2 separate regions of the Mus musculus genome follow, and region 1 is linked to region 2. A link is a contact called in public HiChIP or PLAC-seq data. All regions are on one chromosome and are shown on one strand. The core of a region is the stretch at or near the end of the contact, and the rest is flanking DNA. Distances in the headings are between cores, read along the strand shown.

Evidence for each region. HiChIP or PLAC-seq counts read pairs in DNA pulled down with a chosen protein or histone mark.
Region 1: a contact with region 2 is called in an H3K27ac HiChIP or PLAC-seq map of the HPC-7 cell line, with 5 times the contacts expected there. The contact joins two enhancer-like sites. A contact is called at or near these places in 1 of 15 datasets of contacts at CTCF or cohesin (the NIH/3T3 cell line), 3 of 484 Hi-C or Micro-C datasets (the G1E-ER4 cell line, embryonic stem cells and nephron progenitors) and 6 of 115 datasets of contacts at active chromatin or transcription factors (DN3 thymocytes, the HPC-7 cell line, bone marrow-derived macrophages and 2 more).

Annotation. Positions count from the first base shown.
Region 1 is chr13:108,289,067-108,294,820 of GRCm38.p6, forward strand. No RefSeq gene overlaps it. Among named protein-coding and RNA genes, the nearest start is that of Depdc1b, 24 kb to the right of the region's middle. Within about 2 kb of position 4,320, at least 24 of the 459 cell types and tissues checked have an H3K27ac peak or open chromatin away from gene starts, as enhancers often do. A contact at or near this core is called in the HPC-7 cell line, where this site is marked.
Region 2 is chr13:108,178,277-108,183,500 of GRCm38.p6, forward strand. It overlaps Ercc8 (excision repaiross-complementing rodent repair deficiency, complementation group 8), which reads left to right. Exons shown (of 12, transcript NM_028042.4): 9 at 296-420. Among named protein-coding and RNA genes, the nearest start is that of Ercc8, 22 kb to the left of the region's middle. Within about 2 kb of position 2,540, at least 9 of the 459 cell types and tissues checked have an H3K27ac peak or open chromatin away from gene starts, as enhancers often do. A contact at or near this core is called in the HPC-7 cell line, where this site is marked.

The DNA of each region.
Region 1 (5,754 bases), core at 3,070-5,569, 110 kb after region 2:
GAATTGTTCTGGGTGGGTGTGCCATCACCTCTAATGAGATTCGATTCTGTTAGTAAGAGAGGTAACACATAAGGTCTGTCTGTACAGGCAAATGATGCAACCTGGTCCATTGAGAAGCCACTGAGTTACATAATTGTAGCAAATTAACGTGTTGGCCAAACCTGATTTGGACACCCAGAGGCTAATTTTCTCTTTGCTCATCCATGCTGGATATTTCATATTTCAGGGCAGGAATCTGAATGTGTTTCATTATTGACTGCTACCCGAACAAACCTCCACCATGATTTTTTTTTCTCACATCTAACTCTGATTTATAATCGAGGAGAGGACTTAGGGGACTGGACTGTTGTGTCAATACGATGTGTGTAGCACACAGCTTTCTGGAGCACTGCCCAGGAAATCTGATACACACACACACACACACACACACACACACACACACACACACACATATATATAAATTTTCTATAAACATTAGAAAAGAAAATGGGAAACTTTTGATTGAAAATAGAGAAAACCTAAAAACGTAGAATAATGATTAACAGTGGCTGCTTTTACTTTCATTTTGTCCCTTTCATTTGTCACTGAGAGTGACAGGACTTGTAATCATGAATCTAAAATAGCATACTTGCCCACAGTGTTGAGAGAGGCTCACAAACGATTGGCCACCACTTAACATCACCTAATGTGATGTTACCAGCGTCAACTATGACATATGTATGGCATATTCTCATTAGAAACAAACTACATCCTTTTCTTTCCTTTTTTTGAAGAAACACCTATTTTATATTTTTGTTATGACACATTATTATAAAATATACACGGAGATATAGCCTCATTTTATACTTGAAATAATATTTCCTGTGTTTTTGCAAATCTATGTGTTTTATTTACTTGCTTACATATTTCTTTTTAAAGTTTTTGTATCATTTAGAATAATTTTATTTTATTTTAATTTTTTTATTTTTTATTTTTTTGAGACAGGGTTTCTCTGTATAGCCCTGGCTGTCCTGGAACTCACTTAGTAGACCAGGCTGGCCTCGAACTCAGAAATCCACCTGCCTCTGCCTCCAGAGTGCTGGGATTAAAGGCATGCGCCACCACGCCTGGCTTAGAACAATTTTAAATCTAAATAAATTTTGACTATATTTACTCACACCAAGTTCATCCGGATCCTCTCTTCTTCCCTACCTACCCAACTTTAAATTCTTTCTTAAAAAATAATCCACAAAATCAATACAACAAAACGCCCAACACCTAGAAAACAAAATACAACATCACTTCCCCGCTCTGAAAAAAAAATCTCATCAAATTATAACCAAATAAAAGCATATATTGAAAACCTTAGGTTCCATTATTTGTTGGTCTGCTTTTTCTGAACATGAGATCTGCCCCGGAGTGGTTGATATAACCAGTGTCACTCCATTGTAGAAAACTGACTTCCCCTTTCTCAACCCACATAAATGTCAGTTTGATTGTTAACCCTTACCCTCAAGTGGCTAGGTTTGCACCCATTCAGTCATTTTTTTTTTAATTTAACAAAATAAAACATAATGAGATAATACAAAACCCATCACATCCAAGTTGGATAAGACAAACCAACAGAAGGAAAAGAGCCCAAGAGCAGGAACGAGAATCAGAGACCTGCTTGTTCATACACTGGGCAATCCCATAAAAACATTAAACTGGAAGCCATACAGAAGCACTCAGTGCAGATCCCCGCCCCGCCCCGCCCTGCCCTGCCCTGCCCTGCCCCGCCCACCACACCCCACCCCCCGCTCCGTGGACGCTGACCATGCTGCCTCAGTCTCTCTGAGTTCATAGGAGCTTTGCTCAAGTTGATTTAGAAGGCCTTGTTTTCTTGGTGTCCTCCATGCCCTCTGGCTCTCACACTCTTTCTGCCTCTTCTTCCAGTGGGTTCCCTCGCTCTGAGCGGGAGGGATTTGATAGCGACATCCCATTTAAGGATTGAGTCTCTAGCTCTCTGCATGATGTCTGGAGAAACAGCCTACATCCTTTTCAGTCTTTCCCCGGGCAGCCTATCCCTGTGTGGGCAGATAAAGAGCAGCATCTAAGGATGCTGAGAGATGCCTGAGGTTCTACAAGCACAGCTCACCATTCCCTGTGCCCCACTAGTCTCTTTGGAAAGGTGGCATTACCATAAGTACAGGGCATTTAGCCAGGCAGAGATAAAAGGACCTGGTAGACTCGTCAGTCACCCAGTGAAGTCATGACAGAATGTCTGAGGCAATTAACTTGCAAAGAGAAAGCATTATTTTGGCTCATGGCTCCGGATGTTCCAGGCCAAGATGAGGTGTTCTCCACTTTGGCATTCTGGTAAGGACAGCAGGCCAAAGCACAAATGCATGGCAGAGAAACTACTTAAGGTTCAAGCCAGGAATCCGGAAGAGACTGGGTCCCCACAATCCTCATCAAAGGCATATCCAAAATGACCTATGGACGTTGAAAAGTCCACTGTACCTCCTAATACTGCTACCAGGGAATCAAACCTTTGACACATGGACTGGGGGGAGCACAGAGCTAATTGTATCTCCTGGGATCTGGGCTTAGGTCGGCCCCAAATGTAGAAAGGAGCTGCTGAGTCCTCTGGGACTCTGAGCCCACAAAGGATGAGCACATAAAAGAAGCTCCCAAGGTCAGAAAGGAAAGTAGACTATAGAAGTAGAGAAAGGTCAATTCCTTGAGGTATATGAGCAAGGAATTCTTAAGTGTCACAAGAGGCTCGGAGAGATGGCTTCCTGCTCTTTCAGAGGACCAGAGTTCAATTTCCAGCACCATAACCATGTTGGACTCATAATCTCCTATCACTCCAGCTTTAGGGGATCTGTCCTCTGAGGACACCAGCGTACGCATGTGCACGTGCACTTGAGTGCGTGTATGTGCACCCAAGTGCACACGCACACACATACACACACACATATGAATGCAAGAGGCCATGATTTGAGATCAAGTTTTGTTTCTTAATCTTTTATTTTTGTCTCACGTTTGTAAGTGTTACCACAGTGTATGTATGGGTTCCATGTGTGTACCTGGTCCCTCCAGAGACTGGAAGTGTTGGATCCCTGGTGAATGGGATTAGAGATGGCCAGGCAAGTGTGCAGGGAGTCAAACCTGGGTTTTTCAGAAAAGCAACCAGTGCTCTTAACTGAGGAGCCGTCTCTCCATCCTAGGAAGATCCTCCTTTCCTGTGGGTCAGATGATTTCCTGGGCAGGGCATCCTGGGTGTAAAATGATGGAGAAATGGAGTTAAATGCCAGCGTTATCTCACTGTCTCCTGGCTATGCATGTGATGTGACCATCTGCTTCAAGCTCCTGCTGCCCTGATGTCTCTGTCCTGATGGACTGAACCCTTGGACTATGAACAAGCCCTTTCTCCTGGAAGTTACTCTTGTGGGAGTGTTTTATCACAGAAACGAGAAGATTAAGCAAGCGGTTCTGTGCCTGACAGACTATGCAAGCAGTTCTGGCTCCCTGACTCTCAAGTACAACCCCCAAACTGGCCAGTCTGTTTTCTGTTCCCTTGCTTGTGCCTTCTGCGGCTTTTATTTGCCTATGAAATAACTTCTTCTCAGATCACTAGAACGCCGACTCTATTTCATTGAACAAAGTGTCGAAGTGTCGCTTGATTCCAGCCTAGACAATCAGTGGAGGGAAGAGCTCTAAGCTAAATGAGTTTAATTCCGTCCTTCAATAGATCCATATTTGATGTTACGTATGCAAAACTACACTTAGCCTTGGCAAGGAGGTGGACATTATTTTCAGAGTCCCACATCTCTGAGGTCTTTGAATCAGACACAAATGATTCAGAGCTCATTTGCATGGTGGCACAGAGGCTGCCCCTCACAGGTAGCCAGGCTGGCCTCGAGGCTGTCACACAGCTGAACGTGACTTTGAACTTATAATCTTCCTGCCTCCACCTCCCAAGAGCTTGGTCTTCAGAAATGTGCCTCCATGCCTGGATATGTGTGATGCTGGGGACTAACTCTGGGCTTTGTGCATGCCAGGCAAGTTCTCTGCCAACTGAGATACATCTCCAGACAGTTGTCACCTTTTAATCTTTCCTTTTCCTTTTTTAAAAATAAGCTTCCTTTTAACTTTTAAAAAGGCATATATATCTACCTATTTAATATTTACTTATTTATGTTGTGGTAAATATTATTTGTGTGTATGGGGGTTCTACCCCACCTAGACCATATAGTTTCCACATTAAAAGCACTAGAGCTGGGTAGACATCAGCCCTCTATTCTATTCTGTCTACTCCCCCGTCAAAAATCCTGAGACATTACTTGCCTTATGTTCCACTTGGGCTGCTTCTGTTCCAGCAGGCCAGCTCTCATGGCTATGTGCTCACGACCCATGCTATCCTATGGTAACCTTCTCCTTCTTCCTCTCCTCAGGGTCCCTCCTCAACCCCCCAGGCCCATGAACCTTTCTCTGCCCCTTTCTTCTGCCCAGCCCAGGCTGCGGGTATTAACCAATCGGATAACTTAGGTGGCAAGATTTATACAACAAAAGCTGATAGATGATAGGATCCCCTCCTCCCTGAAGATCTCCCCATAGGGTGGTGGGGGTAATGATATCTTGGAGTACAGAACTCAGCATTTGAATACAGTAGCACCACACCAATCTCCTATGTATGTATGTATATGTGTGTATGTGTGTAAGTATGTATGTATGTGTATATGTATGTATATTTGTGTATGTATATGTATGTGTGCTTGTATGTATGTATGTATATGTGTTTGTGTGTGTGTGTATGTATGTATGTATACATGTGTGGTGCTATGCTTGTGCTATAGCACATGTGTGGAGGCCAAAGGAAAATTTCTGGGAGTTTTCTGTTTCTACCATGCGAATCTTGGAGATCAAACTCAGGTTATTAGAAGCTGAACCTCTTGTGTTGTTATGAGCCAGTAAAACAACAGATGCTGAGGTACTAAACAAAAGTAAAACTTCACATGGCCTAGCAACTCCACTTGGGGCTACATACTCCCTCAAAATCAGGTCTTGAAAGACATTTGCGTGCCATGTTCACTGAAGCATTGTTCACAAAAAGTAGGAAGAGCCAAAATGACTCATTGACAGGTGGATGAGTAAGTAAATTGTAAAACCAATGCAATATTGTTCAGCCTTCAAAAAGAACAATTCTGATAATGTCACAATAGGGATGAATTCTGAGGTCATCATAGTCAATAAAATAAACCAATCACAAATAGACAAATGTTGTATAATCCGTATCTGAGGGAATTGCAGAGTAAATAGAACAATAACTGGTGATGGCTAAGGGATGGGAGAATTTGGAGCAGGTTTTAATTAAGTAAAACTCACAAGAGGCCATTGTTTTGGATCCTAAGTTCTTGCATTTGACCCCAAGAGACCAGGCTAGAAATCAAAGTACAGCCACGGTGCATGTATGCATGCATATGTGTATGTGTGTATGTACAATATGCATGTATGTTTATGTGTATGCATATATGTTTGTGTGTATGTGCATCTGTGTGTATGAATATGCATGTATTTATGTGTTTGCATATGTATGTGGGTATGTTCATTTATGTGTATGTGTCTTAGGGTTTTATTGTTGTGAACAGACACCATGACCAAGGCAACTCTTAAACGACAACATTTAGTTGGGGCTGGTTTAGAGGTTAAGAGATTCAGTTCATTATCATCAAGGCAGGAGCATGGCAGTGACCAGGCAGGAGTGATGTAGGAAGATCTGAGAGTTCTACA
Region 2 (5,224 bases), core at 1,290-3,789:
GGAACTATATAGAAGGGTCAAAGGTGTTTAAAGTTCTGATATTGAACTGTACAGTTAATTTAATTTAATACCATTTACTTACTGGAAAAAATTATACTTAGCAAGTTTCTTTGCCTTTCCTTTTCCTTTGTATTCATGGTTCTTTGAATGCCGCTTACTGTGTTCACATAATGTAAAGGTTGGTTAATTTAAGGGTGTTCAAATTATAGTTAAAGTAACTCACTAGTTATTCTTTAATGTGTTTAGATATATGCTTAATACAGAAAAACATAAGCCAAATGTGTTTTCATTGCAGCAAACACTGCTCACAATGGGAAAGTTAACGGCTTATGTTTTACAAGTGACGGCCTTCACCTGCTCACCATTGGCACAGACAACCGAATGCGCCTCTGGAATAGCTCCAGCGGGGACAACACCCTGGTAAGGGACTTCAGAGGGCCTTTCAGTGGGTGATTGTGATGTACACTTTCTACTTTGCTATGGATGTGACTTCATTTCTTGCCTTTGAATCACAGCTCTTAACATAGTTTAGAAAGATGCTTTAGATGTGAACGACATATTCTCAAGTCAAGGCAAGCCACCCCTCCTGGCACGCCTGCCATGCTCCACTCCTACTGCAGCACTGGTGAAGTGCAAGTGTTTGTACCTCATGCTTCTAATTAAAACATTGAAAACTTCTAATCCGGATGAGTTACCAACAGTCAAATTGTACAGCTAATCACATCCCTTTTTTACCCATTCATTCTAGCTATTCATTTTCTCTAAAATTCTTGAGAGGGTCACTCTGATTACTTACATAAATACTAGTATTTCTATGCTGTATGGAGTCGCTTGTGTCTGTGATGATGACCTCAGACCCAGAGGCTTGTGCCTGCCAGGCAAGCACTCTGCCACCAAGCTGCACTCCCCAGCCTCCCATAATCAATGTGGAGTGGTTTTCTGTCTCTCAGGGTAGATCTGCGGGTGTTGGCTTCATACTTTAGACTCTTCTCTTCCTTGTGTTATATCATGTCCTAAATCAGACTTCTCCTTTCTCCTTATCTTCTTTTAATAAGTATGTATCCAGCTTTTACTTATTTGCCAAGCAATAATCATACAGCAATAGACAAAGCATAGAAAAACCTGTTTTATCTTAGGAAGCTTCCATTCTAGGAAGGAGTTTAAAAAAAAGATCAGTCAGTAGATGAGCATAAAGTGAAACTGTGGAGAAAGGAAGAGCCTGCTGTGTGTCTACACTCAGGTGGGTCTCAGGGGCAAGACTGGACTACCTAGAGAGTTCAGAGCCAGCCCAGGCTACCTAACAAGACCCTATCTCAGGAAAAACTCAGTAAAAGAGAAGCTACTAGGAAGTTAGTACCTGGGTCTCATAGGGCAGTCATGAAAGGCTTGATTGACCCAGAAGAAAAGAAGAGTTGAGCCACCAGCGACTTAATCTAGGGAAAGGAAGGAAAAAGCACTCAAAGACTATGGCAGCATCATGGGTCCTGTGGGGACAGCGGGGAACTCTCACGCTGAAATCCACAAACAGTAACAGGAAGTACAGGCTGCCAGCGAGCTGAGCCTTGGAGGCCCGGGTGAGGCCTAGGAGAGGTCTTTCAGTAGAGAAGTGGCAGGTCACACTGTGTCCACGCTTAATGTGACGAACACAGACGGCACTGGACATGTGTCCATGGTTAAGAAGGCTTATTCTGTTTTTGCCTCTATAAAGATGGTACTCCTGCCTTAGGGGTTTGCTATTAAGAATATAAGTTTAGAATGGATCACAGAATTTTTAATAGACATTCTCAAAGTAAGTTATTCATAAAAAGAGAGCAGTGCTAACTGAGAAATGACACTTGAAGAGGCGTGAGAAATCGATCCCAGAATACTTGAAGAGGCATGAGAAATCGATCCCAGAAAAGTAAACTCTGAGGAGAAACCCTGCCTTTATATTTGTAAAGGTCTTGTCAAATCAGAAACCAAATTCTACTCCCGCCATTTAGTAATGTTTCGGGTATTGGGTGATTTACTTAATATTCTTTTCAGTTTTACTGTCATGATTTTGTAAATCATGGATATTGTCTGCCTAAAAAAGAATTACAAAGTTTAAAAAGTAATACTGAGATACCAAATAGAGGGCAGAGTTTTTGCCTTATGAAAATATGTATAGGTACAAATTTCCAATATTTCTTTAATTATAATTACATACAAACATTGTGTCTACATACTAATCTTTTTAAAGCTTAATAATTTACCTTTTAAATAACAATACATAGAAATAGAATTTTTTAAAAGTTTCCTCCTCACACAAACATTAACAGATCCTTAATGATTCGTGACACAATCTCCCCGTGGTTTGTAGACTAAAACTTGGAGACCGTGCCTTAAAGTTGGAGCAAATTCCTGCAGGGAAAGTTCACAAGGAGACAGGTTTGGCAACAGCAACAATAACAAAAAGAATTCAAAGTAGGTATTGGTGCTGTTCAGTTACTGGCCTTATCTGTCATATTGTGGTGGATGTGTCAGGGAACTGAGCCTCTGATCTTTGTTCATTAGTACCACAGAGCTGTTAATTTCTCCGTGGTTTCTTTTTCCTGTGTATTCCAGTGTCACTGCGAGGCTCACCTCTGATTAGTTACTCTATCCTGTTATGGCTCCTCCCAGTGGAAGTCTTCCACTTATAATTCCAACCTTTCCTATTGTTCTAACTGAATGCCTTCGCCTGTTGTCTGCACTCTGGCTGTCTGGCAGTTCTGCCTCTTTCCCTTGTCCTAATACATTGCCACTAGCTTCCTCTTTTCCGACTCCTTCCCTACCTAAGCTTAGCTCGCCTGGATCTTGCTCTGTAGATTGATCTTGTACTCAGACAACTACATACCTGTCTCCTGGTATTAAAAGTGTGTCCCACCACACTTGATTTAAGCTTTTTATGTATAACTTGCTCTGTCCCAGGCTGGCCTTGAGCTCAGAGATCTGCTTGGCTTTATCTCTTGGGACTAAAGGTATGTACCACCATGCCTGGATCTAAATTTAGTTGGGTAGGATCTTGCCACAAAGTTCCTTAATCTGTTATCTCCTAGAACATAGGATTCAGTTCTATTTCACTTCCTGGTGCCCCTTTAATACTGGAACCATATATTTTATGTCTTTGCTTTCTAAACTTGCTATGCTTATTCAAAACATTCTTCATGAGATTTAACCAGAGAACACACTCTATGCTTGGTGTTTCTGAGACTTCCTTTGTCAGTGCAGTTAATCTGAGTCTCTTCACCTTGGCAGACTTTTCAGACAAAGGCAAAAAGTAGCCACATTCTTCACCAAAACACCACAAAAACAGTTTTTAGGCCTCATATTGAAATTCTCCAGTGAAACTTCTTCGGCCAGGTCCATACAATTCAAATCACTCTCAGTAACAAAGTCTTCCATATTCCTACTAGGATAGCCCATTAAGCCCGCCCAATTTAAAGCATTCCCCTGCTTTCCAAATCCAAAGTTCCAAAATCTACATTCCTCTAAATAAAAGCATGGTCAGGCCTATCACAGCAATACCCCAGTCCCTGGTACCAACTTCTGTATGAGGGTTTTACTGCTGTAAACAGACACCATGACCAAGATAACCCTTCTAAGGACAACATTTAATTGAGGCAGGCTTACAGGTTCAGAGGTTCAATCCATTATCATCAAGGTGGAACATGGCAGCATCCAGGCAGGCATGGTGCAGGCAGAGCTGAGAGTTCTACAGCTTCATCTGAAGGCTGCTAGTGGAAGACTGACTCCTAGGCAGCTAGGGTAAGGGTCTTAAGCCCACACCCACAGTGGCACACCTAATCCAACAAGGTTACATCTTCTAATGGTGCCAAGCATATATAAACCATCACAGGAAGTAACCCATGTCTGGCAAGATTTTCACTTACCTGTGTTTTCTGTGGGAGGCATTATCCATGCATGGTACCTATGTTCAAACTTCTTTAATAGAAGTTTAGTCTCCATAGGGCTTTTCCATACAGCCTTTGTGTTCTTTAACCCAGCTCCCTCCTCTCCTGTTCCTTTCCCTCTTCTCATTTTAACCACCAGTAATCCTCTCCTAATTTCATATCATGTGTGTTCTGCTCTCCCCTCACTCCTAAGGCCCTTCCCCACTTAGGCCCTCTCTAGCTTCCGGAGCCATGCCTCCCCATAGTTACATGGTCCATCCATCCTGGCTGTCTGTGGAAGTGGAAGGGTGTTCTTCCTAACGTGGAATGAATGAATCTTATGTAGCTGGCTCCCCTCATTTCCCAGATGCTATCCTGTGCAGGACTTCCCCTGTAGTTTTACAATAACACTGTGGTAAATAGCATCATTTCCACTTAGCAGATGAGAAGAATGAAGTTTAGAGGTTAAGTCTGGGAGAACCTCTAACACCTAGATTGCAGAGCCCAAGTTCAGCTTTGAATGGACCTGCTAGCACAGGGTGGCTGAGGCACGAGCTCCTGCGAGTTAACACGAGTTGGTTGCCGCTGCGATGCAGAGAGTCCCCTGGGCATAGGACTCTCTGATGCTTAATTGTTTCCTTCAAGTAAATCCCCAAGAAGTGAGGATGTCTTTCTTGTTCAGTGAGTTAGTTCTGAGAGAAGTGAAGGCTCTGCAGCCGTGTTGATCGCGTTCACCTGCACACTTGAGTGGCTGCGATGGTCGGGTTACAGTGTGGGTTGTATCACGGCACATTCTTAGGAACAGGGCAACAACCAAAGGGACAGCTTCCTTCCTAGTTTGTTTTATAATCAGCCATTGTCCCTTCTTGAAGAAACAGCCAAAATATGACACCAATAACATGTTCTCCTTACTCTTTACCAGAATTGAATGTTTCTTAAAGTTTTAGTCAAACCAAAGGTGGGAAATGCAGTAATGCGTACACATGAGACCCTGAGAAAAGGTGAAAAGGGAGGGAAGGAGGGAGGAAGGAAAGGAAAGGGAAAGGGAAAGGAAAAAGGAAAAAGGAAAGGAAAGGAAAGGAAAGGAAAGGAAAGGAAAGGAAAGGAAAGGGGAAAGGAAAAAGGAAAGGAAAGGAAAGGAAAGGAAAGGAAAGGAAAGGAAAGGAAAGGGGAAAGGAAAAAGGAAAGGAAAGGAAAGGAGAAAGAAAGAAAGAGAGAGAGAGAGAGAGAGAGAGAGAGAAAGAAAGAAGGAAGGAAGGAAGGAAGGAAGAAAAGCAAGCAAGCTCTAAAGAGTTTGACAGTGGAAAATGATTCTTCAAGTTTGTCTTTGT